Linked DNA regions of Mus musculus: regions 1, 3, 4 and 5 are each linked to region 2. Evidence: chromatin contacts called from public Hi-C and HiChIP or PLAC-seq data. All regions are on one chromosome and are shown on one strand. Each heading gives the region's core, a stretch centred on a gene start, on an enhancer-like site or on the middle of the called end of the contact. The rest is flanking DNA. Distances are from core to core; before and after follow the strand shown.

Evidence for each region. Hi-C and Micro-C count contacts between places; a contact is called where the count stands out from the background. HiChIP or PLAC-seq counts read pairs in DNA pulled down with a chosen protein or histone mark.
Region 1: an H3K4me3 HiChIP or PLAC-seq map of craniofacial prominence shows a contact between it and region 2, with 5 times the contacts expected there. The contact joins the enhancer-like site here to the promoter of Tkt in region 2. A contact is called at or near these places in 6 of 39 promoter capture datasets (the C10 cell line, embryonic stem cells, frontonasal cranial neural crest and 3 more), 3 of 484 Hi-C or Micro-C datasets (bone marrow-derived macrophages and embryonic stem cells), 9 of 115 datasets of contacts at active chromatin or transcription factors (the HPC-7 cell line, cardiomyocytes, craniofacial prominence and 6 more) and 2 of 9 other capture datasets (adipose tissue and liver).
Region 3: a contact with region 2 is called in a Hi-C map of bone marrow-derived macrophages, with 16 read pairs. The contact joins the enhancer-like site here to the promoter of Tkt in region 2. A contact is called at or near these places in 1 of 484 Hi-C or Micro-C datasets (bone marrow-derived macrophages), 9 of 115 datasets of contacts at active chromatin or transcription factors (astrocytes, cardiomyocytes, embryonic stem cells and 3 more) and 1 of 9 other capture datasets (pancreatic islet).
Region 4: a contact with region 2 is called in an H3K4me3 HiChIP or PLAC-seq map of bone marrow-derived macrophages, with 4 times the contacts expected there. The contact joins the enhancer-like site here to the promoter of Tkt in region 2. A contact is called at or near these places in 6 of 39 promoter capture datasets (the C10 cell line, embryonic stem cells, frontonasal cranial neural crest and 3 more), 3 of 484 Hi-C or Micro-C datasets (bone marrow-derived macrophages and embryonic stem cells), 12 of 115 datasets of contacts at active chromatin or transcription factors (the HPC-7 cell line, T-cell acute lymphoblastic leukemia, bone marrow-derived macrophages and 8 more) and 1 of 9 other capture datasets (liver).
Region 5: a contact with region 2 is called in an H3K27ac HiChIP or PLAC-seq map of extraembryonic endoderm stem cells. The contact joins the enhancer-like site here to the promoter of Tkt in region 2. A contact is called at or near these places in 2 of 39 promoter capture datasets (hippocampal neurons and pre-B cells), 1 of 15 datasets of contacts at CTCF or cohesin (pro-B cells), 1 of 484 Hi-C or Micro-C datasets (bone marrow-derived macrophages), 5 of 115 datasets of contacts at active chromatin or transcription factors (T-cell acute lymphoblastic leukemia, epiblast stem cells, extraembryonic endoderm stem cells and 2 more) and 2 of 9 other capture datasets (liver and pancreatic islet).

The regions. Positions count from the first base shown.
Region 1 is chr14:30,143,799-30,149,963 of GRCm38.p6, reverse strand. All of the region lies in intron 8 of Cacna1d (calcium channel, voltage-dependent, L type, alpha 1D subunit), which reads left to right. Among named protein-coding and RNA genes, the nearest start is that of Gm52106, 74 kb to the right of the region's middle. Within about 2 kb of position 2,078, at least 15 of the 459 cell types and tissues checked have an H3K27ac peak or open chromatin away from gene starts, as enhancers often do. A contact at or near this core is called in craniofacial prominence, where this site is marked.
Region 2 is chr14:30,546,945-30,553,060 of GRCm38.p6, reverse strand. Tkt (transketolase) reads right to left here and starts at 3,930. Exons shown (of 14, transcript NM_009388.6): 1 at 3,681-3,930. The coding sequence starts at 3,787.
Region 3 is chr14:30,041,317-30,046,764 of GRCm38.p6, reverse strand. Cacna1d (calcium channel, voltage-dependent, L type, alpha 1D subunit) reads left to right here. Exons shown (of 47, transcript NM_001083616.2): 45 at 1,429-1,550; 46 at 3,679-3,999; 47 at 4,399-5,448. The coding sequence ends at 4,692. Among named protein-coding and RNA genes, the nearest start is that of Gm52108, 8.5 kb to the right of the region's middle. Within about 2 kb of position 3,169, at least 19 of the 459 cell types and tissues checked have an H3K27ac peak or open chromatin away from gene starts, as enhancers often do. A contact at or near this core is called in bone marrow-derived macrophages, where this site is marked.
Region 4 is chr14:30,122,411-30,127,955 of GRCm38.p6, reverse strand. Cacna1d (calcium channel, voltage-dependent, L type, alpha 1D subunit) reads left to right here. Exons shown (of 47, transcript NM_001083616.2): 12 at 3,014-3,174; 13 at 4,412-4,637; 14 at 4,723-4,930. Among named protein-coding and RNA genes, the nearest start is that of Gm52106, 52 kb to the right of the region's middle. Within about 2 kb of position 2,750, at least 68 of the 459 cell types and tissues checked have an H3K27ac peak or open chromatin away from gene starts, as enhancers often do. A contact at or near this core is called in bone marrow-derived macrophages and double positive thymocytes, where this site is marked.
Region 5 is chr14:30,101,688-30,107,368 of GRCm38.p6, reverse strand. Cacna1d (calcium channel, voltage-dependent, L type, alpha 1D subunit) reads left to right here. Exons shown (of 47, transcript NM_001083616.2): 22 at 1,774-1,880; 23 at 3,618-3,705; 24 at 4,917-5,024; 25 at 5,106-5,158. Among named protein-coding and RNA genes, the nearest start is that of Gm52106, 32 kb to the right of the region's middle. Within about 2 kb of position 2,913, at least 33 of the 459 cell types and tissues checked have an H3K27ac peak or open chromatin away from gene starts, as enhancers often do. A contact at or near this core is called in T-cell acute lymphoblastic leukemia, extraembryonic endoderm stem cells and liver, where this site is marked.

The DNA.
Region 1 (6,165 bases), core at 829-3,328, 400 kb after region 2:
GGTCTAGGAGGGAGCCAGACTGCTGCATTGGGAGAGGAGCCAAATGACAGAGGAGACCTGTTCATAGCAGGTGGTCCTCCTGCTTTCCCTTCTAGGTCATGGATGAGGCCGAGGAGATGAGAACTACCATTCACATTTGTTAGGGTGCTCCCTAGGGTGCTCGCTAGGGTGCACGCAGAGTGTCTGTGGGCCTGGAGAAGACAGATGTTATTGCAGACTGTACTGGCTGGTGTTGTGTCAACTTGACACAGGCTGGAGTTATCATAGAGAAAGGAGCTTCAGTTGAGGAAATGCCTCCATGAGATCCAGCTGTGGGGCATTTTCTCAATTAGTGATCAAGGGGGAAAGGCCCCTTTTGGGTGGTGCCATCCCTGGACTGGTAGTCTTGGTTCTATAAGAAAGCAGGCTGAGCAAGCCAGGTGAAGGCAAGCCAGTAAAGAACATCCCTCCATGGCCTCTGCATCAGCTCCTGCTTCCTGACCTGCTTGAGTTCCAGTCCTGACTTCCTTGGTGATGAACAGCAGTATGGAAGTGTAAGCTGAATAAACCCTTTCCTCCCCAACCTGCTTCTTGGTCATGATGTTTGTGCAGGAATAGAAACCCTGACTAAGACACAGACCGTGTTAAGTATCCATTCATTTCAACCTGTCTGTGCCCCTTCGGAGAAGTTGCTGCTTCCCAAGGTAGCCCATTTCCTTTGTGGGGAACCTGGGCTCTCAGGAGTTGTACTGGAATCTGCTGTTTTCTTTTTGTTTGTTTGGTTTGGTTTTTGGTTTTTCGAACCCCATTGGTCTCTGGGGACCCAGCCTATCTGTCTCCTTTCCCACTGTGGCCTTTCGGAGAATGAGTACCAGCTCCCCACATCCACTCACCCTGTCACTCCTTCCTAAAAGCAAGGGACATTTGAGTGGCAGGTGGCAGGTGAAGCATCCCCTGGGCTAGGAAGAAAGGTCTACAGTGGGTGAATGATCACACTGGTGTGTCTGACCTCACGGATTAGCATAAACAAGGCAGAGGTAGTAGCGACCTCAGGGTAAGGGTGGTTGTGTCAGCAAGGACAAGTCCCTTGGGCCCCTTTTCAAATTATAGTGTAAGAAAATGGAGGCCTTAGAAACTGGTATTTTTACCACATTCCTATAACGCTAAAGCTAGCCGGTCATCTGCGTTTACAGAATGCTCTGGCTGCTCCACCATCATTTTCTCCCTGCCTGGTTCGGTGCTTCACACATGACACCCAAAAAGCCAAGTTAGTAGTGACTTTCCAATTTCTGCCATTCCTGTTGCCTATGAGGATACAATGCAGAGCCAGGGGTTGGGATTCTGTCAGCCCAGCAGGCACAAGTTAAAGGGCAGTCTGAGCCTGAGCGTCGTAGCAAGACTATCAATGTTCTGCCCTACAGAAAGGAAGTGACTTATGACTCTTTGTTTAGAATTTGGTGGTCTTGAGGATTACACCTAGGACCTGGGCATCCTAGGCAGGTGGTCTACCATTGACTATATATAGGTGGTCACCTATATGCCTGCCCCTCTGAGCTATTTTGATTCTCGTCCCTCTAAGCACCTGCTCCCTGCCCTTGCTCCCTATGTGTCCACAATGAGCTACTGAGGAGAGGCATTCAGCAGCGAGATGGGCTTGTGTGCCTGGCCTCACAGAGTCTCAGTACCCTCCCTCACAGTGAGCATGCCTTAGTGAGAATGCCAAAGCCTGTTGAAGGCATCTCTCTAAGGGAGGGGACAGGAACATACCTGGGTCTTGGTTGTCAATGACAAAGTGCCTCCATGACTCAGAGACTTACTGAGCCTGTGTAGAAGTGGGAACTAGGGATTGCTCAGCACAAATACAGCAGCTGTTATAGCAGATGAGGTGCACATAGACGGGACAGTCTAAGACTCACAGTAGTTCTGTTGGACCGTGAGGGGGATTTCTTGTTGAGTGATAGCTCCCTAAAGAGGAAATAAAATGGATGGCTTTCTAACCAGCCAGCCATGAAAAAATCCACCGCATGAGGCCTGTGTTCACACAGGGAATGGCAGGCTGCCGGTGGAGGCTGATCCAGATGGCACGTCTGGGCTGGGACACATGATCCCAGTAGTTGAAGGCTTTCTTTCCCGTAGGGATGTATTCTGGTGCATGTGTTTATACTTAGCCTTCTTGCATTCCTGTTTGAAGTGGACATTCCGGGAGAGAAAGACTTAAAATACCCGAAGAAAATTGACAACAGTCAGTCAACTCTCATTAGGAGCGTACGTTCTAACTAGCGGGCTGGACTGGGCTGGCAGCAGCATACATTTGCAATTGACTAGAACAGTTACAGGGTCTTTCATGGTTTGCTTTTTATGGTCAGGATCTCATACTATAGCCCAGGCTGGCCCGAGGCTCACTATGCTCTTCAGATTGGCTTTGCACGTGGGCAGTCCTCTGTCTCAGTGCTTCCTCATTCAAAGGGTGGGATGACATTTGGCCTTTTTATGCCCTTGAGTGAGGAATATTCTGAGAAATGGAGATGTGGGCGCCCAGTGTTCTTATACTAACTAGGGAGACTGTTGTTAGGCCCTTGCAGCAGATGGGACTGGAACTTAAATTTCTACTTGTATTAATTTGTTGTCGCATATATTCCATCCTGACCACAGTTTCCACACCTCCTCCTCCATGCCCCCCACTTCCTCCCTCCCTATCCACTCCTCCTCCAGTTCCCTTGAGAAAAGAACAGGCCTCCTGGGGATAGCAACCATACATGGCACATTAAGTTGCAGTAAGACTAGACATCTCCCCTCGTATTAAGGCTGAACCCAGTAGGAGGACAATGGCCCCCAAAGCAGGCAAAAGCATCAGAAATAGTCCCCTCCCTTTTAGGAGTCCCACAAAACACCCACCTACACAACTATAACACATTTGCAGAGGGCCTAGGTTAGACTCACTACTGGTCGGTTCAGTCTCTGTGAGCCCTATGAGACCAGGTTAGTTGGTTCTGTCGACCATATTCTTGTGGTGTCCTTGACCCCTCATGCTCCTACAATCCTTCCTCCCTCAGGATTCCCAAAACTCTGCTGACTGTTTGGCTGTGTGTCTCTGCATCTGTTTTTATCAGTTGCTGGGCGAAGCCTCTCTGATGATAAATGAGTTAGAATAGAATTAGGGAGAAGTTCATTGACTTTTTTTCCCCCGTCTTATTTTGTTCTTTTGTGTGTGAATCTCTGGGCTATCCAGCCTCTGGTTCCTGGTCCTCCAGGCAGTGTCAGGCATGGACATGGATCTCAAGCTAGACCAGTCATTGGTTGGCCACTCCCACAATTTCTGTGCCACCTTTACCACAGAACATCTTGGTGGCAGAACAAATTATATATAGGGTGAAGGTTTTGTGGCTGGGTTGGGGACACATACATTTGTGTACACACACACACACACACACACACACACACACACACACACAGAGAGAGAGAGAGACAGACAGACAGACAGACAGAGAAGCGTGTGCTTAGACATCAGCATCTTTTAAACAGCTAGACACTGGCCTTTAGAGCAAACTATTTAGGCATCCTAAATTTACAGCTGTACCAGTTCCAATTACAGGGTACACTGCTGTAATCTCAGCACTCACAAGTTCACTTTTCTCAACCCCCTCAGCCCTCTGAGCCTCTGAAAATTCCATGAATTGGAATAATCTGGTCCCTCAGAAGGTTCCTCCTAGTCCTCTCCAGCCCCACCTTTGCTGTTCTCCACTGTGAGAGCTCCAGCATCAACACTGCTCATGCCAAATCCTGCCCTGCTTCTAAAGTAGTTTCAGAATCATTCATACTCAACACACACACACACACATGACCACACACACACACACACACACACACACAACCCCCCCACACACACATACACACACACACATGCACACACACACATACATACACACACACATACACATACACACACATACACATACACACACACATACACACACACACATACACACACACACACATACACACACACATACACACACACACATACACACACACACATACACACACACATACACACACATACACACACACATACACACACACACATACACCACACACATTACACACACATACACACATACACACACATACACACACACACACACACACACACACACACGACCATTCATGCATGCACACCCACCCAAATCCAGAAAACAATCCTCTGTAACCAAAAGCATTTCTGTATTCCTTCCCTTTGCCCCAGACCTGCCAGGACTGATGGTCTGTGAGCTGCTTATATTTACGTCCTTCAGAACGGTTCTGGGATTTATCTGCAGCACAAGCAGATGAACTTGTTTTGATCAACTTCCAATGTGCGGACATTTTTGTTCCACTCTATAGTTGATTTGTTTTTAAAAAAATCTCTAATGTAAAGAACATTTTGTTCCAAAAGTCAAAACTGTACAAAGTGATTCACTTGGGAAAAACACTCTGTCCTTTATTACTTCTTCCCCCTTCATTCCTGTCCATTGTTTCCCTCTGTTTTTAAGTGCATGCACAAGAGAGGGCAGGAAAGAGGATTGTATGCCTCTGTGCATAGGCAGGTACCGTGTGTGCACGCAGAGCCAGAGCCAGTTGACCCCTCTAAAAATCCCCATCTTTTTCTTTTCTTTTCTTTTTTTTTGGACAGGGTCTCTTGTTGGACCTGGAGCTTGCCATTTTGGCTAGTCTGGCTACTTACTAAGTCCTAGAATCCATTCGTCCCCGTTCCCCTAGCACTGTGGTTATAGGCTTGTAACCACACATGCCTGGCTTTCCTCCTTGAATGCATGCCATCCAAACTTGGGACCTCATTCAAGCACTGAACCCACCAGGCTCTGTCCTCAGACTTCCAACCTTGTGCTCTGCTCTTTCAGATGCACCAGATAGAAGCATGTCTGTTTTTCTATTTCTCTTCCTTCATAGGCAAAGGACAACAACGTATTAAATGCACATTTTTTTATACAAACACTGTTATATTTTCTCTTGTTCACGCAGCACAAAATTCTGGACCCAGACAAGTGGGCTCCTGGAATGTAACTGTTTTCAGACTTTCCGGTCACTTTCAAAAATCTTATCATTTCTACCAGTAACTTTATTCAAATAAACGTTTTCAATAGGGACTATCATTTAACTTCTTGGTAATGAGCACTTTAGAAAATGATAGAATTCTACTTAAAATGGAGTAACCCTTTTTGTCATCGCCTGAAGTTGATCCCAGGTACAGTAGACTGGAGGTGAGACTGGGGACAGGACGTGGTGGTGGTTGTGGTGGGAAACCTTGCTTTCCTATGAAAGGTATTTCCATACAGGCATTAGCAGAATTATTCTGAGAAGTCGTCATCACAGAAGGGTTTTACACATGCTTGCTTATCTATACTCCACTACAATGGGCAAAAGACCTGAGAGGCAGGCCTATAGTTCTAGTGTAAACTGGTAGATGTGATGTTACAGTAAAATTTTACTTTCTGACATTCTTAGCTGCACAGGGTAACATTTAGCTAACTTATGTCATCATTTTTTAAGGTACTTGAATCATGTATGAATCCAGAAGAATGTTGTTAGTAAGTGATAATCTACATTTGGCGTGGTAAGACCAGAAACAAAACATGACAAAGGTCTGTCCCAGGGTCCTTTTTGATAAATAATGGAATTGAAGACCTATTTAATCTTCATGTTTAAGAAACCATTGGCTCCTGCGGCTTCCCATGCGTATACTTCATGCCGGTCTTCTGAGTTTTACTTAAGGATGTGGCTCTGGATTGAGTTTAACTCTTGGAGTTGAGACTGACTTTGGGATTATCCCAGGCTAAGCTGTCATTTGCTTATGCTTTGGGAAGCTCTGCTGGTCTAGAAACCTCATCTGTCCTCTGCATCTGGTTATGTTAGTAGCAGGGTGCCCTTCAAGTCTCTTTTGCATTATCCTTGAGAGTGCTTTGGGCCAGAGGTCAGAGGATATGTCCTGCTCACCCTACAACCCTACCTAACTTCATCTTGTGTGATAAGCCTGGAACCTCCCACAACTTTGCTTCTCGGTCCTCTTCAGAGGGCAAAATGGAGATAGGATGGCCCTACCAGGGCAAAGGATAGTCCTAGAGTCTGAATAGTAAAGAGAATCAGGGGCAGTGAACGGGAGCCTTTCTTGAGAGTAGAGAGAAGTCCCTGGGC
Region 2 (6,116 bases), core at 2,681-5,180:
ATCCCAGCACTCGGGAGGCAGAGGCTGGCGGATTTCTGAGGCCAGCCTGGTCTACAGAGTGAGTTCCAGGACAGCCAGGGCTACACAGAAAAACCCTGTCTCGAAAAACCAAAAAAAAAAAAAAAAAAAAAAAAAGAAAGAAAGAAAAAAAAAAGCGACAGTTTGGATGCTATTTATGTGTTTCCCATTGGAAGTTTGGTCCTGAGCATAGAGGTAGTGTGGAACCCTGGAAGGCCCTTAGCTGAACTTGGGCTATGCTTTCTGGAGGTACTGTGGTTTGTGGGACCTGCCCCTCCTTGGTCTCCATCTCCCTCTTTGGCTGTGTTTTTTCCTCTCACATATTCCCACCAGAAGCCTCACCTACACATGCTGTTTGAACTTCCTCCATCTAAAAACAACATGTTTAAACAATAACAAACCCAAAACAAACAAACAAACAAACAAACAAGGATTAAAATCCAATTTAACAACCTTGTCTTTGGGCTGGAGAGTAGACTTGTGGGATTAAAATTACTTTTTGCTCTTGTCAGGGACCTAAGTCCTATTCCTAGCACCCACATGATGGCTCACAACCATCCAGAATTCCAGCTCCAGGGGATTCAATGTCCTCTTCTAACTTTCACAGGTACCAGGCATGTACATGTACACATACATACATGTAGGAAAAACACTCATACACACAATCTAAAAACAAACAACAAAATCCAACCAAAATAAACAAATAAAATAAAACCCGTTTCTTTGGGGGATGGGGCGGTGGCACATGCCTTTAATCCCAGCACTTGGGAGACAAAGGCAGGCAGATCTTTCTCTGTGAGCTCAAGATCACCCTGGTCTACAAAGTTCAGGGACAGCCTGGTTTCTTTTTTTTTTTTTTTTTTTTTTTACAGCCTGGTTTCTGTTACACACAGAAACCATGCCTCCAGAAATAAAAAACCAACCCCCCCAAAAAAAACCCCAAGAAACAACAACAAAAACCTTTTTTTTCTGTAAAGTTAGACAGCCTCATGTATCTTGTAATAATTAATAATGAAAAAAAAAAAAGGCTAACCACTTTTGTAATATCCCATCACTTAAAGATGGAGAAATGGAAGTTCTAAGAAACTTCCTGACAAATACATCTGCTGTTCAGAACAGAGACAGGTTAGGTTAGATCTGTCTCCTGTGCTCACAAGCCAGGGCTGGGTCTACCCTATCCTCCCAGGTACTCACTCTCCTCAAAGTCTAAGGGACTAGCTGAAAGCTCAGACTACTTCCCCTTTAAGTCAGGCCCAACTCTGATGCATCCTCAGGTGGCACTGGCCTCCATCTGGCTAACACAACCTAGCCCTGCAAGTGAGGGCTGAGAACACTTAGCAGCCACAGCAACCTGGCCACTTCTGACAACGCCATTGGAGTTTCTTTGATAAAGCTTGGATGAGTTGGACCTCTGCCACAGCCGCCTCTGTATGCAGAAAAAGACCCGGGAAAGTCTGACCCGTGGACGCACTGTCCACCCAGCTCCCCACACAGAAGCCAGTGGACTCATTTTTGTGGCCTGGTGAAGTAAGTCTATTGTCTACAGTGCTGATGAGGCACTACGGGAAGTCTGTTCATTCAGGACTTCTTGCCATCCTGAAACCATCACCCAAAATTGTTCAAAAAGATGGAACAGACTGGTTAGGTGGCCAGTTCAGCTGTCTGCAACTGACTGGGTCAGAACTTCAGAACTGAGCCTGCTTTCACGTTATGAACTCTCACTGTAGTGAGCATCCAAAGAAACATTCACAGCCAAAATACATTCACATCTCAAGTCTTCCCCAAACACTTTCTGTACACGCACACACTCTTTGCACACACATTTCAAAATCATTCTTGTGACAGGGGTTGAGGAACAATGCTACTCCCTTCTGAAAAACAAGATTTCTCCAAGTAGTATTTTTCTGCAAGGGAAATATATATACCGAACTGGCAACCCGTACACTTAGCCTTTGCATGGGATACCCACCACTTCCATTTGTACACGGATTCTTTCAGAGTTCAATGACTGCCTAAGGCTACAATGTAAACAGTGTAACTCTGTAGCCACCTTCAACCTTTTCCCCTGGAGACCACCCCTGCTTTGGAAGTTCCTAAGAGCCATAAATGTTACTTAGTTTCTCTTCAACTGAACTTGGCTTTCCCTGCTCCTCCAGCCTGATGCCGCCCATGTGCCCAAGAGGACTTTCTGATAGGCCAGGCCCCCAGCAGGCAGTACTAAATAGCCACTGATTACCAGTCTGGGGAAATCAACGTACTACACTTCAGTGTCTTCATGTATAAACTGATTATCAGAATGCTACCCCAGGACGCTGTGTGGCCCAGGAATACCCACTTAGTTTCTCCCTGATCCTGGAAAGGTCTACATGCGTATCCAGCATTGTAGAATGTTCAGCTGCATAGGTACCAGCCAGTCAACTACTTTGACCCTCTGATTAGACTTCAGACCTGGAGGGAGATGTAGGGGCCAGTAAAGAACAAGTAATAAACGATGTGGATGTGAAGACCTACTCTGTGCTAGGTAGAGAGGACAGTGTCTCTGCCAGACACTGAGGAAATCCAGAGAAAAGGAAGTCAGGTCTCTTAATTGGGCAGGGAGCACCCTCTATCATAGGCAGCAATCTAAAGCCAAGACAGATAACAGGTCCAAAGTATGCATGGGAAGTTGGGTGGCAAAGGGTTCCCAGTTCAAACCTTCTGAGGACATCCCGTCTTAAAAGCACAAGGGCTAAGTAAGGAGGAACCCACGGTAAAAGGCAAGAGAAATGCACTCCTTTAATAATATGTTCTGTATGGAACTGGCCAAAATCCAGAATCCTGGTCTTTGTTCTAAGCTCACAGTTTGTCTGGGTTCCTAAAATCTCCCTCCCCAGAACCCCAAACCATTCCAAGAAGCCCAGATCTCTCTGTCTCAAGGTCTCATACCAGGCCCAATGGAGACCTTAGAATTTCTTGAAACCACCCAGTGTGCAAACACCGTTAGCCCAGAACTTCCTATTTCGCGTGGGCCTCGCCCCTTCTTTCTACAAGCTCCCTTCTCCCCAGACTCGCACTCCAACCTCCTTGCTCGGGTCTAAGCCTCTCTTGGTGTTGCATCGTCACCTCCCTGCCCCCACCCTGGAGTCTTCAGCAGCACCGGGACCCCAGCCCACACATAGCAGGAGAGGCAAGAAGTGTCGAGGAGGGGAGCGTGGTTAGAGATGCAGAGAAGGGTGGGCCCCCAGTCTACTGCAAAATGGTGGGCTCTACACACATTCTCTGCCTACATTGCAAGGGCTGAAATTCCAGCTCTCACTGTGACTTTGGACAACTGATATAAAGCCGGAATCTCAGTTTCCCCATCTGCAAACCAGTGGAACCAACATGCTGGTGGAGAGCTGGAGCCCACACGTGCTCAGGTTTCTCCCGCCAGCAGTCATGGTGGCCTCCGGGTTGCAGCCGCAGAGCGAGGAGGCGCGCCCGGGCGCAGCGAGAACCGGGAAGCCCGGGCCGGCTGGAGGTGCTCGCGAGACCTGAGGCCCACGCGGTCGAACCCGGCCGCTCCGGAGCAGCGGAAGGCTCCGCCATCTGACCGCGCCCTCGTGGCGACATCGTGCTACGCGACACGGAGCCAGGGAGGCCGCGGGACCCGGCTCCCAGCCCCGCCAGAAGCGCGCGCTCACCCTGAGCCTGCCGCGGTGGTGGCCTGGATGGAGCTGATGCGCAGGCGATTGGCTGTGTCCTTCAGGGCCTGGAGCTTCTGCTGATCTGGCTTATGGTAACCTTCCATGGCGTGGTAGGACGAGGACGAGGACGAGGACGAGAACGCTGAGGACAGAGACACAGAGCCAGCAGCGGCTCAGGAAGCGACCAGCAGTGACCGAGGACGGGTGCTGCGGGCGGGCGCGTTAAGACTCCTTAGGACCCGCCCATGGGGGGCGGGGCGGAGGTGGGGCGGGGCGCCGAATCACCCCAGGCCGACGAGTGGCCTCTGGCCACGCCCCGCATTTAGTGGACTCTCGGAAGTCGCCAGGCCTGGGGGCTCTCTCCCAGCACAGTGCCCTGTTGGAATTAATCACACACAAACAGTAGCAACAAAGTAACTTCGCCACTATTCCTGGTTCTAAGCATGGCTCAGAGTTCCGCGGCTGACTTGGGTAGGACTGAGAAGAGAGATACTAATCAGTAATTGCACTTTTCTAAGGAAAAGGTTGAGGCTTGGCAAGGTTAGATTGAGATTACAGGGTTGGTGGGTAGCGCTGCAGCAGATTATCCTCAGTCCAAAAAGATCCCAGACATGAGAATAAATATACACTGCCAGAAACGGTAATACTGAGAAGTTACTAGGAGTATGCTGGTCTCAGACTACTAGAGCCAACGGACAAGAGTGGATTCAGAGAGATTACTGGGTTTGCCTCTGTAGAGACAGTTAGCACCTACTGCTCTTACCAGATCTGGTGGAGCTGAGAGGACTGAGCAGCTGTAACAGAAAGCGTTGCCTTCACAGTCTCGTTGGATCTGTCTCATTGGATCCATGACACACACTCGGGTCAATACCGTTTCCAGAGGCGGAGGTTGTTGCAATTTACAGAGAGGATATAAAGGCAAGCCTGTGAGTGGGTGCTGGGCAGAGGCAGAGGAAGGCACCAGTACAGCTTTGGTCCAGGTCCTCTCTGTGTCCTCCACAGAGCTCAAACTCAGAGTCATGAGACAATGGGCCCTGTGCAAGTGAGCACCCCTCCCCCAAGCGCTCCCTGCCTGGCCTGTTTCCCAGGTGTCCCAGTGAGACTGCCAGTGTGGTTTGTTACAGCCCCTGGCTTCTGCTGGCTCTGCCCAAAGAGGCTGGCCCTCCTAGTGCCTGACTGCCAAGGGCTGGACCTGGGACTGGAGTGTTGTGGTCTCGGAGTGTTCCACTATCAGATCCTTGGCAAGGCAAGTGCCACCTCTGTCCTCTGCTCACCAACAGGTCAAGGAGGCAAACAAACCTCAGAAGCCTTTGGGCCTTCCAACCCCATGGACCTGAGGGCAGTGATTATTAGTCCAGTTCTTCATTTCTCCACCTGTCCAATGACACTGATGTTAACTTCCTCTTCCTCCTCCTCCTCCTCCCCCTCCTTCCCTTCTTCTTCTTCTCCTCCTCCTCCTCCTTCCTCTTCCTTGTTCTCTTCTTCTCCCTCCTCCTCCCCCCTCCTCCTCCCCTTCTTCTTCTTCTCCTCCTCCTCCTTCCTCTTCCTTGTTCTCTTCTTCTCCCTTCTCCTCCCCCCTCCTCCTCCACCTCTTCTTCACAGTGGAAAATTATAATCTATTTGGGAATGGAAACATAAGCTAGAGAGGTATATGTTTTTATTTCTGAATGTTCATTTCTATATATCTGAATGTCCTTTTTAAAATTATAAAATAGTTACAACATTTCTCTCCTCCTTTTCCTCCCTCCAATCCCTTCCATACATCCATCCTTGCTCTCTTTCAACTCTACACAAAGATCTACAGGCAACTAAGGAATCCTGAGAGTGGGAGAAGTAGTCTTCTCCCAGAAAGAGCATACCAAGTGGTTACCCAATACCAAATGGTCAACCTTGAAAACATACACACCAGTAACTTTCTACAGACTGAGTGGGTTATAGTTAGTAATATATATATATATATATATATATATATATACATATATATATATATATATATATATATATATATATATATATATATATATATATATATACATATATATATATATATGTGTGTGTGTGCATATACATGCACACACACACACACACACATATACATATATATATATGCATGTGATAACAGTAAAAAAAATGCTAACTGCTATGTACCCATATTAGTAAAGATGTTCCTAACTCTTCTTCTTGGCCGCTGTAGGTGTCTAAGATCTTGTTTTATCCTGGGGTTCCACATTGGTTGGCTCAGTTCATGATGGATTTCAGCCATAGTTCAGTGCCTTTGGTCCCCAAGGTCACCTTTGGAATCAGAATCCTGATTCTGCCAACATCCTACTGTTGGGGGTAATTCTCCAGTCCAAGGGTCTTTATTCAATACTTCATGAATCACATTTTACTTGGGAGTAAGACCTTGGGTTCCAACCTGGCCACCAGCTCCCT
Region 3 (5,448 bases), core at 1,920-4,419, 510 kb after region 2:
CATTTGAGTGCTTAATATTTAATTAGCCCCAAACACATGCTGCTAAATGAAGCCTTTCCTTAATCCATAGATACCAAACGAAACAGGTGTAAGTGAGGCCCAGCAGGGGTCTTTGCCCTTTGGTTCCTGCCACCCCTCTTCCAGGTCTGTGTCTTCACTTATCCCACACCTACATGGCCAAGGGGACACTTGAGTGCCCTGGTCCCAGGGCAGTCCAGTTTGCAGACCTGGGCGAGGGGGAACATGGCTAAACTGGCCTGTATGCTTAGCCATTGGGAGTAGGTAAGGGCAGATAAGTGAAAGAGCTATGTCTTACAGAGGCTGTAGTGCAAAGCTCACTGGATGAGGGGACCCGGGGCTTATTTTAGCAGTAGATCCTGAATGGATGGGAGGGGCTGTTTTTCTTCCAATTCCAAACAGCTGGCCTGCCTAGGTCTTAGGGTCTAGAGGTTGTGCCGACCGAGAGGGCCGTTTTCTGTGGTTGCACTGGTTAGCAGGCAAGGCGTGGTCCTCTTTATAAGTAGTACCAGCTCACCTGGGAGGCCCTGGCATACCCCTCAGTACTGACTGTTTCCACTCCACTGGCCATTGCTGGCCAGCCAATGACCAGGCTTGGCCTGTTCTTCATCGTGGACCTGGCTTTTTGTGAAGTCCAGGGTGTCTGGGAGGCCTCTTTGGTCCAGTGTCTGAGGATCCACTAACCGAGGGCTTGCAGAAGCCTAGCAGTACAGAAAGTACAGTTGGAGTAATGCAGAGCACAGGTCGGGGATGGGGAGGGAGTCTCCCTGAGGCCCACGACAGGGTGGACAAGCTTCTAGGACTCGGCTGTCTTTGCCAAAGGATCCCAGAACACTAAGCCTGGTACACTATAAACCCAGAAGCTGTGGACCATCAGCGAGCCTCTATCTGCAACTGCTGTCAGCACACAGCAAGTACTTAGATACACTCACATCTAGGCTAGGGAAGGTGGGTTCTTTCTAGGCAAAGAATTTGGTTATTTTCCCCGGTTAAGCTGGTTGACGGAATCCCTCATTTTGAAAACAGAGGCTTAAATATGGGGACCTCAGAAAGATGCAGAGTGTTTGTAGGGCAGAGATAGGATAGCATGGTGCGTCTACGATTCTAGAATGGATCTCTACAATACATTCCGGGGCTTGTAACTTAGCACAGATTCCACTGGGCTGCCTGAGAGCAAACATTTGAAGTGATTCATTGCTCCCTTATCGAAACGTCCCACAGCTGGCTTGCTCCTTTTAGCCTTCCCATCCCTAGTTGGGGCATTATGTAATTGTTTCTCTTGGATGAAGCATGTGGCCTGCTTCTTCCTGGCCTCCTTGCTGAATGCCTCAGAAAGTAGTCTTGACTCTCAGGACACATTGTCCAGACAGAATTTATATCACTACAGCATCCTGTGCTTTTGCTCCGCAGCCCATCGGAGGTCCTCCTTCAACTTTGAGTGTCTGCGCAGGCAAAGCAGCCAAGACGATGTCCTTCCATCGCCTGCCCTGCCTCACCGCGCTGCCCTGCCCCTGCACCTGATGCAGCAGCAGGTGAGCTGCTCTGGCCCCACCTGGGATGCACTCTCCCCTGGGGATACACATGGAGGAAGCAAAGAGCCTGCCCCTTCTAATCTGCTTATCCTTGAGCAGCCCTTCCTGGTAGATCCCCCAGGGCCCATTCTGCTGGAGTTGCACATGCAGCAAAGGGTGGACCGGGCATCCTTGGATCCGTGCTTCCTGTCAGAGGACACTGGTATAGTCTGAGTTAAGGCAATTACAGACACTCATAAGAGTCCCATTGATGGCTGCTGCTACTAATTATTCCTTCAGAGAGGTGGTTCCACCATCAAGCCACTTGGGCAGCTTCTTGTGCATGAACCCTCTGTCCATGAGAGTGGGTTAAGGGGGCCCACATGCTCACATGAAAGGCAACTGAGCCTGTTCACCAGGGCTTAAGGATAGAGGTATGCATGCATTACATATATATGTGTAGATATGTATGAATACATACATATTGTCTTAGGATTTCGTTGCTGTGACGAGACACCATGACCATGACAACTATACTCTTAGAAAGCAAAACATTTAATTGAGGCTGGCTTATAGTGTCAGAGGTTCATTCCACTGTCATCATGGCAGAAAGCGTGGCAGCATACAGGCAGACATGGTGCTGTAGGAAGAGCCAAGAGTTCTACATCTTGATCCAAAGGCAGTCAGGAGGAGGTGCTCATTCCACAGTGAGCAGAGCCTGAGCACAGGATTGTCAAAGCCCACCCCAACAGTGACACACTTCCTCCAATAGACCATGCCTCCTAATAATGCCACCCTCTGGGCCAAACCACCACACATACGGTCTTTATATTTCCTGAACTATCTCATCAGAAGAGCTGTGTGGGCTGATTGATGAAGGGAGATGTCAGAAACCTGCACCCAGCCAGCCAGCCAGCCAGCCAGCAGATCTGGATCTCTGTGAGGTTCTGACCCCAAGCTCTAACCCATATGTACTCAGTGGCCATTGCAGATTTTCTAGTCACCTCTGCCAGCACTTAAAATATTTGTTTTGGAGTTACTTTATTTTACATGCCTGCATATGTGTCTGTTCACCACAGGCATGTCTGGTGCTCTTGGGGTTTAGAAGGCATCAGATCCCCAGAACTGGAGTTACAGATGGTTATAAACTACCCATGTAGGTAGTGGGGATTGAACCTGGGTCCTCTGGAAGATAAATTAGTGAGCTCAACCACTGAGCCCATTTGCCTGTATCATCATGGAAGAAAGATAAACTTTTTGGAAACCCAGATCACTCGATGCCAAACCTCAGACAGCCAAGGAGGTCTAAAAGAGGCCTGTGACCCACAGGGCAGAATCCCAAGTCTTACCTCAGCCACTGGCCTGGGTTGTCCTGGATTCCTTGGCTACAACTACAGTGTCAGTGCAAACCGGCATTAGCAGACATCTCAAGGTGGCTCTCCCATGAGGGACATGTGAGAATCGTGACTGTGCCCGGCATTTCAGGGCACACTCACTGCAGGATGGCAGGCCTTAGAGCCGAGAGACATGGTTGTTGTCCTGAATGAGCCAGAGTCCCTGAAGTGTGCTTCAGTACTGAAGCCTGGAGAGGCCTGGGTAGTATGTTCACACATCACAGCTTATCCATCTTCCCTCCTCATCCCCAAGTGGTTACGTAAGTTAGTAACTGACAGTTCAGTCATAGAGAAGGCCCTATGGCTTGGAGAAAGAGGAAGCCCAGTCTTTTTTTTTTTTTTCACTTTCACATTATGAAGTTTGGCTGCCAATTCGTATATATGAATGCATGACAGTGCAACTTTTTTTTTAAAGATTTATTTATTATGTGTAAGTACACTGTAGCTGTCTTCAGAAGAGGGAGTCAGATCTCGTTATGGATGGTTGTGAGCCACCATGTGGTTGCTGGGATTTGAACTCGGGACCTTTGGAAGAGCAGTCGGGTACTCAGAGCAGTCGGGTGCTCTTACCCACTGAGCCATCTCACCAGCCCGGAATCCCAGTCTTTTATTAATCCCTGGTTCCCTGGCCAGCTCACTGAGTGGCCTCTGCTACACAGGCATCTTCCCCCAGGTTTTTGAGAAGCATCTCTGCACAGCTGCCATGTGCCAGACTGGGACCAAGGCTCAGACCTCTCTCTGCTTCTCCCGCTCAGATCATGGCCGTTGCAGGCCTAGATTCCAGTAAAGCCCAGAAGTACTCACCGAGCCACTCTACCCGGTCGTGGGCCACCCCTCCAGCAACCCCTCCATACCGAGACTGGAGCCCATGCTACACCCCTTTGATCCAGGTGGACCGCTCAGAATCTATGGACCAGGTCAATGGCAGCCTGCCATCCCTACACCGAAGCTCCTGGTACACAGATGAACCCGACATCTCCTATAGGACTTTCACGCCAGCTAGTCTGACTGTCCCCAGCAGCTTCCGGAACAAGAACAGCGACAAGCAGAGGAGTGCAGACAGCCTGGTGGAGGCAGTGAGTATGGGTGGCCTTTGACCTCTGGACAAATCTTAGGTGGCAGCAGAAACAGAGCCATGATCACATGGGGAGGGGGCAGTGGTGGGCTCTGCAGCCTTGCCACCCGAGGGTGGCCTCTCGGCAGCATTTAAGGCCTGAGTGAAAACCAGCTGGCACTGCCAAGTCCCACCAGAGAGTCCCATCCTGCAGTGCCAGTCTGTGCTACGTCCCCAGTGCTTTCTCTCTTGCTCAGCCTTGTGGAGCCACTCAGCTTTCGACACCAACAGAGCTGAGCTCATTTATGGTTAGCATCGTGTATAAAGTTTAGCAGCATGGCTGACAGCGTCCCCAGAGCATGCCGCGCACTGAGAGCTGATGCAGACCTTCCCTCATGCCATCGATCTATCTCCTATACAGGTCCTGATATCCGAAGGCTTGGGACGCTACGCGAGGGACCCCAAATTTGTCTCAGCGACAAAACATGAGATTGCCGATGCCTGTGACCTAACCATAGACGAGATGGAAAGTGCTGCCAGCACCCTGCTCAATGGCAGTGTGTGTCCTCGAGCCAATGGGGACATGGGCCCCATCTCCCACCGCCAGGACTATGAGCTCCAGGACTTTGGTCCTGGCTACAGTGACGAGGAGCCAGACCCTGGGCGAGAGGAAGAGGACCTGGCAGATGAGATGATTTGCATTACCACCTTGTAGCCCAGTGAGGGCAGGCTGGCTCCAGCCAGAGACGGGCACGGGAGGGCCAGGGATAAAGTGCCTCATAATTAGGAAAGTTTAGGCACTAGTTGGGAGAAAAACGCTCAATTAGACTTTTGTACAAGTGATTTCATGCCTCAAGGAAGCCATAAACCTGGTAGGAGCAGGTTCTGAGCGGCCTGGCATGTGCTATGTCACATGCTCAGGCCCGGCCTCAGAAGACAGTATATCTGGCCTGCACAGAGGCCAGAGGGCTGCCCAGGAGTTGGTGTCTCCCATCCAGGGTGCATGCCCATGCCCCTTTGCCTGCAGACATGAGAGAGGTTAAAGGTGATGACAGTCACCACGCCTGTGTCATTACCTCAACCATTGGTCTAGCATATCAGACACCCACTGGGCCTGGCATATCCATTTCTGAGCCCCCTCCCCCAACACACTGGTTCCTGGTTTCTGTGGAGCTGTTCTGAATGGTACACATCAGAACCCAGCCACTAGTGGTCACGACAAGGGGAGTGGGACCGGATCGTTTTGTTAAGCGATGCCAGTTTACATAAGAGACCATCACTCAGACGGTCAGTTCTGTCACATTAAGGGCAACTGTAAACTGGAAGAGTACCGCACTTGCAAACCAGGTAAAACTTAGATACGTTTAGTTTGTTTAAAAATTATAGATTTACTGTACATGACTTGTAATATACAATTTGTATTTGTAAAGAGATGGTCTATATTTTGTAATTATCGTACCGTATTTGAACT
Region 4 (5,545 bases), core at 1,501-4,000, 420 kb after region 2:
TATAAAAGTGGAAAGAAGGTTCCAGCACACAGTTCACAAGAAGAAAGCTGCATGGTATATAAGCAAAGAAATGAGGAGGACATTGCTGGGTGTTTTGGGCAGTGCTGGCAGGCATGTTATATGACACAATCATTTTGAAAAAGCCTTTAGTAGTCGCTTATAAAGCTACAGTAATGATATGACCTAGCAATTCTAATTATACGGTATCTATGTAAGAGAAAGAAACTTACACTAAAAGTATATGTGTTTGTAGTGGGTTTATTCATAATTATTTTAAAGTAGAAATAACCCAATGTCCATCAAATGGTACAGTGAGCAGATCAGTTGTGATTTATCCATGTGGTACAGTACTTCTCAGTGACAGGGAGAAGGGAGTGTTACTGAGAGGGCCACTAAGAGGGCTTAGTGGGAAAGGTGCTTGCTGTGCAAGCCAAGCGACCTGAGTTCTAGCGCCAGAACCCACATAAAGATGGAGGAGAAGCAACTCAACCAAGCTGTCCCCAACTTCCATGTGCATGTGCACCCTACACAAGACACACATATGTGCACATGCACACACACAACATTAGGTTGTTTTGTTTTGTTTTTTAATTACTGATAATGTTAGCAATACTGATGAATCTCAAAAACATTTTGGGGTGAGGAAAATGAAGCCTCGAAATGACACATATGATGATTCTGGTTAGTAAACAGCAGTGAGCAGAGAAGACAGACCAGTAGTCCTGAGCTGGGGATGGGGCATGAATGGACTCACATGACTGATGGAAGTGGTCTGTATTCCGACTAAGCATAGACCTCAAAAAGAATAAACCTGCTGCAAGTAATTTTATCTCAACCTGAGTCTGAATAAAACTTAATGAGTTTGTCTTAGTCAGGGTTTCTATTCCTGCACAAACATCATGACCAAGAAGCAAGTTGGGGAGGAAAGGGTTTATTCGGCTTACACTTCCATACTGCTGTTCATCACCAAGGAAGTCAGGACTGGAACTCAAGCAGGTCAGAAAGCAGGAGCTGATGCAGAGGCCATGGAGGGATGTTCTTTACTGGCTTGCTTCCCCTGGCTTGCTCAGCCTGCTCTCTCATAGAACCAAGACTACCAGCCCAGAGATGGTCCCACCCACAAGGGGCCTTTCGCCCTTGATCACTAATTGAGAAAATGCCTTACAGTTGGATCTCATGGAGGCATTTCCTCAACTGAAGCTCCTTTCTCTGTGATAACTCCAGCTGTGTCAAGTTGACACAAAACTAGCCAGTACAGAGTTGTTTTGTGGGTCTCTGTTACAAAAGACCACAGCCCTGTTTCCTAGTTTAGCATCTGCCTCTCATCCCCTGCCTCAGCCTTTAACATTCCTCTGGACTCCTCCCCTGCTCTGTAGCCATTCTGGACTGACCTGTCCTCATAGGTGTCTTGCCTTGGTGCCTTCGTCTCCAGGGTCTTTGGCCTGGAGTGTCCTCCGTGAAGACTTTCAATTGCCTCAGGAAATCTCTTAATCATTGAGGTCCAGCCCTTCTCTTAAAGCTGGGACTAGACTTGGTGTAAATTTTGCAGTTGTCATTTGTCCACCACCCTTCATGCCTGTCAAGGCCACCAACCCTGGAACTGTACCATATGCATCTCCAGTTACCGGCACCAGACACCTACATAGCCAGTGTTCAGGAGTGCAGACTTTCATACCACCCACACATAATCGAGCCCAGGAGAGTCAGGCTGGTGGTGTTACACATTTCCAGGGGATACAGCACTGAGGTCTTCGATGTTGAAGTCACATGTAGCTTATCACTGCTGTACAAGGTAGACCCACCAAGCATAGCATTTTGGGACCACCTTACTTATGTGTATGGGATCATGTATCCCAGGAAACTCAGCTGTGAGCTATTAAGAGTCCTCAGTAGAGTTATCTGTGCCATTTGTCCCATTGAAAACTGCAGAGCAGAATAAAAACAAGGCACAACTTGCTGGATCCAGATCTACTCAAAGCCTGTCCTTTGCAGCCTTCCTGGGTTCTATGTGTTTGACATAGCAACACAGCCAAGTCAGCCGGGGCTACAATGTAGCCAGCTGGGGCTACATTGAGGCAGCTTAGATTTTCCTCCTAAGTCATACCTAGAGGAAGTGCCCTCCTCCCAGACACTGAGGCAAGCAAGGCCAGGAGAAAAGGGACTTTGCAGCCTGGCTGGTTCGTTCCTGGATTCTAGGTCTGTGGTCCGTAACTGTCCTCTTGTGGCAAGGAGATGGAGAATGTTTTCCACAAGGAGACAGGCAGAGGGAGAAAATGTCTTCCTCTAATTACAAACAGAGACGGGAAGGTGGGCGGGGACATGTCACATGTCTGTTTGGTTCTGCTCATTTTATTTTTATGAAAACACGACTCAATATTGGATGTTCTCCTAAAGGTATATTTTGAGCATTGCTAGTTAGGAAGGGCACCTGGTGACTCAGCACGAAGACACATGTCCCACTCAGCTTTGACACCTACGAGGCGCCAGAGGAACGGCAGAGACCTGAGAAAGGATTAAAGGCTTCCCTAAACAGAAAGCTATGGCCACGGACTGTTTTTCTCTGTCAAATCGTTTCTCTGTAACGACTAAGCTGCTACACAAGACACATATACTAAGCTGAGTGGTCCTGCCCCACCGACCTCCACAGATCACAAGCTACACGGTGCCTACAAGAGCTTCGTGTGTGTACCGGTGCAGCCTTGAATCTGCTCGTGAGTCTGTGGATGTCTGGGTTCTCTAACCCACTTGCAGGCTGCATATGTCAGACCCTGCAGTTATTTATAGCCAGCGGAGGGGAAGTGAGAGCACGATTCCTTCACAATTATACTTTTTAGAGCTATATGTTCAGACCAGCAGTTTACATCATGGGGCCTCTTCTTCACTTCTGTGCTGCTGGGTCCTGTCTTTCCTGCCTACGCTATAGAGTCAGCCTTTATTACTCAGTAAAGTTGGTCGGCCTCTGAGATGCCATACTCACCCATGGTCTAGGGAGCAACGTTTGCTTGTTTTTCAGCCGTCGATGGCGTCGCTGGAACCGGTTCAATCGCAGGAGGTGCAGGGCTGCCGTGAAGTCTGTCACGTTTTACTGGCTGGTGATTGTCCTGGTGTTTCTCAACACTTTAACTATTTCCTCTGAGCATTACAATCAGCCAGACTGGCTGACACAGATTCAAGGTATGGCCGGAAGGTGTTCTTCTGTTCTGAATTTGAGATGCTTGTCAGTAGCTAACTGCTAACTGCTGGTCAGTATCCAGCTGTGGTAGAATAAGTTAGTAGGACTAACTGAGATGGTAAAGAACCATTCAGACTCAAGCAAGCCCTGGGACAGATGTACAGCTCACACCATGCAGTGTCCGCTAACTTAGGCCCCAAACTTGAGATAGCCCAGGACCAAGGAATTTTGGAATTGAGAGGCACTTCTCCCTGCCATATTGGAAGAGTTACCCTCACTTTAGTATATTTGGTCAGTAATTTTGATTCTGCTACTTTAAGTGACTAGAACAGGGGTACATAGAGGCCATCTCCAAAAGAGCCCGTTCTAGACCGGACAGTTTAGAATTCTTGAGCTGTCCTTCTGTATATTCGCTTCTGCTACTCTCAGCCTGTGGGACATCATTTTTTGTTACACACACACACGTGCACACACACACACACACACACACACACTTTGGAACTTTGGAGATGACTGGGTAAGCAGAGTAACTGCTGTGTAAGCATGAAGGGCTGACTTCAGGTCCGCAGAACACCCGTGTGAAAAGCTAGGCCTGGCAATGTATGTCTGGAACCCCAGCTCCTTGGGGTAGAGAGGATCACTAGGACTAGCTTGGGTTCAGGGAGAGGGTATCTCGGGGGAATATGGCAGAGATGGATACAGCAGAACATGCAACATCTTATCTGGCGCCAGCATATGGTCACCCCTACATGCATGTGTTCATCATACACACATACACAGTCCCCCATACAGGTAGCAAAAATAAATAAAAACTAAAACCTGACCCTAGGGTGCTATAAGAGGTTACTCATCAATGTTGGTTTCAATTGTTTATCTATTTATTTATTTTGTCTTTGTGTATGAGGAAGTATGTATGGAGATAGGAGTGTTAAAAAAGCATAGTATGATCTTAATGCAAAATCTTCAAAGAGTTTAGTGGTGAGAAGTCCAGAAATTCACATAGTGAGCACTTCTACCATTTTATAGTCGGTGAAATTGAGTTGTAGGAAAAAAAAGCAGAATACTTGTACAGACTCATAGCTGGGGTGTGCCCAACAACAAGGATGTTCCCCGTTGCTGGTGCAGCAAGGAGACAGGATAAGGCCATCTACATCTGCCGTGGGCACTGATAAAGGGAAGGTGAAGGAAGACGGAGAGCCAGAGGGAGACTCAAAATACACCGGCCCCTTGCCTTTCCAGACATCGCAAACAAAGTCCTCTTGGCTCTGTTCACCTGTGAGATGCTGGTGAAGATGTACAGCCTGGGCCTCCAGGCTTACTTTGTCTCCCTCTTCAACCGCTTCGATTGCTTTGTGGTGTGTGGGGGCATCACCGAAACCATCCTGGTGGAACTGGAGCTCATGTCTCCCCTGGGGGTCTCCGTGTTCCGGTGTGTGCGCCTCCTGAGAATCTTCAAAGTGACCAGGTAAAGGCGTGGGTGCGCTGGCGTTTGCTCGGCTGTCCCCTCCCTCACAGGACCCTGGCCTTACCCCCCTTCTCTTGACTCTTAGGCACTGGACCTCCCTGAGCAACTTGGTGGCATCCTTGTTAAACTCCATGAAGTCCATCGCCTCTCTGCTGTTACTCCTCTTCCTCTTCATCATCATCTTCTCCTTGCTGGGGATGCAGTTGTTTGGTGGGAAGTTTAATTTTGACGAGACTCAAACCAAGCGAAGCACCTTTGACAACTTTCCGCAAGCACTCCTGACGGTGTTCCAGGTGAGCCCTCTTCCCACGCTCTGGAGGCACTGGCTGCGAGCGGAAGCCAGAGAGCCTTCTTGGGTCTGTCCAGAGCTTAGCAAGGCACAAAGATTCCATCTTATCGGTCACTTCAGCCTCGTGCCCCTTTGGCCGATTTTGTGTCATGTAAGTTATTTGTTTTACAGCGTCCTCCAGCCACCTATGTGATATGACAAGAAGACAAACCAGAACACTTTTTGTTTGATTTTGTGAGCGCTTTGGGAGATAGACTGTAACATCTTCCTGCTATTCACTAGTTTGTTTGTTTGTTCTCTTAATTCATGAGGCATGTTTGCCATCCTAGTTACAAGAGACTCAAGCCAAGAAGTGAATTTTGAAACAGCAGTGAGGCTGTCCTGGTGTGTAGTCAGAGGAGTCTGGGTGGTAGAGGTTGTACCTGCCTCTGCCCTTTGCCTTGAGTGAGGGTACTGGCTCTGAAGCTGATTGCACTGTGGGGCCTTGGACAATGTCTCATAGGGGTCCTGATGCTGGAGAAGTGGTACACGAGACACAGTGCTGCCCATCAGCTGGGGTACACTGAGCCCTCCTCCCGTGCTTGGAAGAACCTGGCAGATTGGTTTACAGTGGTACTCA
Region 5 (5,681 bases), core at 1,664-4,163, 440 kb after region 2:
AGCACTCTGTGTGAACGTCCTTCTCCCCTTCCTGACATCAGAGTGAGAAGAAAAGCACCTGTGAGGTGGCAGGAGACACTGTCCCCTTGCTCCTGGGACTACATGGTGGCTTCTGTGTCCTTGAATAGTAACTCACTACTCTCTTGCAATGGGTCTTGCAAGCTATGCTGGGTCTACTTGTGTGGAGATGTTCTGTGTCTCTTTCAATGGGACGGGCTTACATTTGCACAGAGCAAAGGTGTATCTGAATGAACTGCCCGTGCATGGCCTACCAGGTGGTGTCACTGCGTGTGTTGTGTCCCGACTGTGAGTACCCCATGGGGGAGTTCCTTCCTGAGACACAGCAGAGGTCTAGGAGCCTCCAGAAGCTAAGCCTTCAGATGCTGTTGTTACAGCCAACTCCTTATGAGGAGAAGCTGGGAAATGAAGTTACTACAGTTGCCTTTGAAGTATTTTGAGGTTTATGTGTGTGCATCTAAAACAAGTTCTTTATGTTGGGCAACTAGGGACTGGGCTCCTCACAAAAGCTTCCACTGACAAAACCCCAATTAAGGAACACAGGGAGTTGCCCTGTTGTGGCACTGATGTTGCCAATGCGTTCAAAACCACCCTTTCCAAATATGTTCAAATCTTATAAAAGTTAGGGTTTTCTTGCCTAACTGTAGGTCAGTGGGTTTGGTTTTCGTTTCCTCTACACTGGGGCTGAGCAGAGCAGTGGCCAAGGCTTACGTGGTAAAAAAACCAGCACAAAATGCGCCAAGTCCCTGCTCCAGGTTCTTGGTTTTTGCCATTTGCTGCCTCTCCCTCAAGCTGAATTAGGGAATGTGTTCCATAGAGCCATTAGCCTGGTTGATTGAGTTTCTGCTTTTCTGTCTGCCTGTTTGAACTGTTACTCACTCTGGGCTTTGGCAAATAAAAGCCTGGGCTATTTACCACTGTTTTGGTTTTTTTTGTTTTGTTTTGTTTTGTTTTTTTGTTTTGTTTTTTTATGGCTTTTCAAGACAGGGTTTCTCTGTATAGCTCTGGCTGTCCTGGAACTCACTTTGTAGACCAGGCTGGCCTCGAACTCAGAAATCCACCTGCCTCTGCCTCCCGAGTGCTGGGATTAAAGGCGTGTGCCACCACGCCCAGCCCACTGTATTTTTCCCACCAGAGAACTTCCTTGTTGAGCTCTTCCTATCATCAGTAGAAACCTCACTATGTGTGTTGTTGCTAAACAAGGTGTTCAGTGGGACCAAGACTAGCTTGGCCGTAATGTCACCCAACAGCCTGCTTGCTGTAGCCAATGCTTAGAGAGTAACCAGAGCTGGGAGTGTGAAAGCCACTAAGGCTGGAAAGTACATCAGGAGTTCTGGCTCCCACCGAGAAGGTTCAATGAAACTCGTTTGTGCTCTGTGGCCTTAGAGCCGTCAGACCAGCACTGTATAGGTAAGCTCGGGTGTGAAGCAGTGAAGGCCTTCCCACAAACATAGTCAGGAGCAGTCCCTCCCTACACAGGCTTTTTGGACGTGCCAGAGTTCTGTTCCTATTTGAATAAACTCTGAATTGGTCTCTTTACAAATGTGCCTACACTTGGCTGCCTCTTTCCATCTCTGCTGAAGGAAGTTACACAGTCACTCAGCCCTGCTGGTGTGCATCTGTCTTCCTTGTGTGCAGCCATTAATGAGGTCATACTTCTGCCAAGAGTTTGGGAAGAGCCCAGGTTTTTGCTCGGTTGGTTTTGAACCCTGGAGGGGAGGAGAGAGAATAAACGCCACGCGATTCTGTTTACAGATGACAACTTTTGGAGCCTTCTTGCACAAAGGGGCTTTCTGCAGGAACTACTTCAATTTGCTGGACATGCTGGTTGTTGGGGTGTCGCTGGTGTCCTTTGGGATTCAGTAAGTATTTATGTGTCCGTAGAGTGAGTTTACATAGGGAACTTAGACCTAATTTGCTCAGGCTGGGCACTGTCTGCTGATTACAGCCAGAACGGCTTAATTTGCCCTGGGCCAGAAAGAGCTGGGGCCATTTGTATTTTCCTATTTCTGTTTTCCTTTTCTGTTTTCTTTTTTTTTTTTTCTTTTTCCTTATGCCTACTGCTAGGTTGAGTTTATGATTCTCTTCAGAATTAGCTTTCAACAGCAGATGAAAGAAAGACAGTTTGACTAGTAGAGGACAAATAGGGTTCTTCTCAGGCCTGGTCCAAGACTTCGAGCATCCTTTCTCAGGGTGGCAGTTTTCCTTCACTGCAGGCAAAGCTTGGCCTTGGTGGTCTCTTGGGATCCCTTCCTCTCCCTGTGCTTGCAGGATAGACAGCTGCGGTGACCTTGGGGACACTTAAGAGTCTCTGGTGAAGCTGAACACTGCCTTTTTACCCTGTGCAGTACCCGGGGCAGTCACCCGAGTTTGTGTCTTCTGTGGCCTCATTTCACTTTCTGCTGGCCTGTGAGCTTCTGTGCTCCCGAGCTGTCCCATGTGTGCACACGTGTACACAGCCCCTTAGCTCTAGGAACCTGAAGAGAAATGTAAGCCAGGCACTGGGAAACCACAGAACTAGGCCACTCTGTGGGAAGAAAGACAGTTTATTTGGGAATCAAACTCCTAGGCTGTATCTGAGGTGGTCAGGGGGTCAGGCCGAGGGGCAGAGAACATCGGGCTGCAGGAAAAGCCTTGTCAGCTTTGTGGGGACAGGTAGTGATAGGAGGGTGGGTTCGGGCAAGGACAGCCTGAGAGTTAGCAAGGGGCTTTGTTCTGTTATAGGCTGGTCAGGTAAGTCAGCAGCTACATGCCCATTGTCTGTTGACCATGGGGACAGATAAAGGAAGTAGCAGCTTTTCCTGACTGACTAAAGCCCGCTCCTGAGGAGTGCTAAGTTTAGGGTTTTGTTTATCTGATGCCAGTCCTTCTGTTTACCCAGTCAGAGTCCAGCCTGACATTGTCCCTCTGGCCGATGCCTGGGAACCTAAGCTCTGAGCTCATTTCCCGGTAGAAACTCCAGACTAGTCTCTTCACGGCTCTGAGCTGTCCACACTCTTTCTGGCTTCTCTTCTTTGCACACTCCCCCATCCCCAAGGCCTGTGCTCCAGCCACACCCCTACATCTGGGGTGCTGAGGCTCAGCTGCCTCAGTATGCACTGCTGCTGCCCCCCTCTGTCAGCTAACTCTCTGCTCCCTTGGGACTCACTTGGCACCACCTCCCTGAGAGGCCTTCTCATCTGCCCCTGTGGTCACACCATATCTTCCCCACCTTGGAGGAGCATACTGCAATTCCCCACCCCCACCCCCAGGTGTGCGTGCTCACCCCTCCTACCGGATGTAGCTACTTGAAGGCCAGAAAAGCTCTGGTACCAAAGCACGGTTCCCCAGACTTAAACACGAAAATCTAGAAGTCAGGAACCTAGTGTTTACATGAACATAACAAAGTTTGAAAATTTCTCCAAAAAGGCAACTGTAAGCCTAAAATAGGGGCTCTGTCAGGTCCCACAGGAGGCAGGAGGCCCGCTTTATGGCATAAAGGAGTAGAGAGACTCCACACAGTTGTGAAGTGTCTTTAAGAGATGATCACATTAAGCAACTGCTCTCCGGGCTCCTAACCAGCTGTAACTCAGCCGCTTGCTTGCTTTGTCCCTCCTTAGGTCCAGCGCCATCTCCGTTGTGAAGATTCTGAGGGTTTTGAGGGTCTTGCGGCCTCTCAGAGCAATCAACAGAGCAAAGGGACTTAAGGTATTGACCCTCTCTGTTGAGTGGGGCTGTCTTGGGTTGGGGATGGCTGCAGTTACTAACTGTTCTTGTCTGGAGGTGAACTGAGGCCTGCTGGGTTTCAGAGTGGAACAATTCCACCAAAAGAAAAACCAAAAAGGCTGCTTCTGCCACATACCATCATTCTAAAGATGAAAGACAAAAGACTCAGTAGGTAAGAACACTTGCTGAGCCTTAGCGCGAGCACGAGCATTTGTTCGGAGCTGAGTCAGCTCCCAGAGCCTGTGTAAAAAGCCATGCGTGTTCTCACACACTGGAAAACCCAGCACTATGTGTGAGGTGCCTGAGACAGGAAGGTGCTTCCTGGTGGCTGTTCTTGCTCTGGGTTCCGTGAGAGCCTCCATCTTAAGAGTCTAAAGTCAAGACTGATATAGGAGGACATGCAATATCCTCTTCTGCTTTCCTCAAAGAACAGGTGTGTTTGTGGGAGCATGTACCCACATAACATGTACTGCTACACACACACACACACACACCACACACACACCACACACACACACACACACACACACACACAACACACACACACACACACACACACACACACACACACATACACACACACACACACCAGAAATTACTTTTTTTTTGTTAATTGGAGATATTAGTTTTTATAATTACAGTAATTATTGGGTACTTCTTTCTCAATACTTTTTCTTGTGTTTAAGTTGTAAATGTTCTCATGTGGAGTACACACCAGGCTGGAAGGTTTACATTTCTGTAAAGTCTTTCTGGGATGGGGAGCCTATGAGCAGGAGGGGTTTCTTTCAACTAAACCAACTTCTTTGGAGGAAGCCCAAGAAAGGTGTTTTGGGGGCTCAGCAGGTTAAGGCGCTTGCCACTAAGCCTCACGACCTGAGTCCAGTCCATGGACCTCGTGTGGAAGAGAGCAGCAGCTTCTGGATGTCCTCTGGTTCCACACTCACCCGTGCACAGTGCACACACATGGAGTGGATAGGTGCAATACAAGATTGATAAAAACGTGCACGTCCAATTGACCACAATTCTCGCACCGTGGATTACCAGGAAAACAGAGCATGAGGTTAGGACAGTTAGAAATTCAGCTCAAAGTGCGTCTTGACGTAGAGGCCCTGGCCTGGTGTTAACTCACCTCACGGCTAAAACCAGGGGAGAGAATAGCAGCCCCCCATCCTCTGTGTGTGTTCCTTCCCCAGCACGTGGTCCAGTGTGTCTTTGTGGCCATCCGAACCATTGGCAACATCATGATCGTCACGACCCTGCTCCAGTTCATGTTTGCATGCATTGGGGTCCAGCTGTTCAAGGTAGGTGTGTGTCTCGCCCAGGGCGGGAGTTGGGTTCCGTAAGGAGAGCCTGTATTGACGTTCTGTCTGCTTGGTATCTAGGGGAAGTTCTACCGTTGCACAGATGAAGCCAAAAGTAACCCTGAGGAGTGCAGGTGGGTTTCCCAAGAGCAGCCTAGGGAATTGGATCCAGTCAGCTTAGCATTTCAGAGGTTTCTGTCAAGGCCTATCCCCTGAGCTCAGGCCTGGAAGGATGGCGCTTGGTCTTCTGTCATTTGTTTATATTTTCAAGTCTAGGCAAAACTCAAGTAAAGTAAAAATCACGTCTATTCAGTGTGGTCAGTCATTGTTTAGTCAGGGCCTCTCTCAAGGTTTGAAACATTTTTATCATCCCAAAAGAATGTAGGTGGCTCTAACTCCTTAGTATGGAGCCTGTCTGCTGGGGGAAGGAGCCCTGAAATAAGTGACTGAGGGCCACCCAGTATCTGAGGAACGTGAACGGTACTCTCCCAAGTCAAACTTGCAGCTCCACTCCCAGGGCTCAGGAGTGGGCTGCCCTCTTCTGGAAGACTTGGCAGTCTTTGCTCCCTGGTCCTATTTTGATTCTTACCCATATTATGGCACATTTCTCTTCACAACCGTCAACAAAGGAGAAGCAGCAAGAAATGTTTGCATATC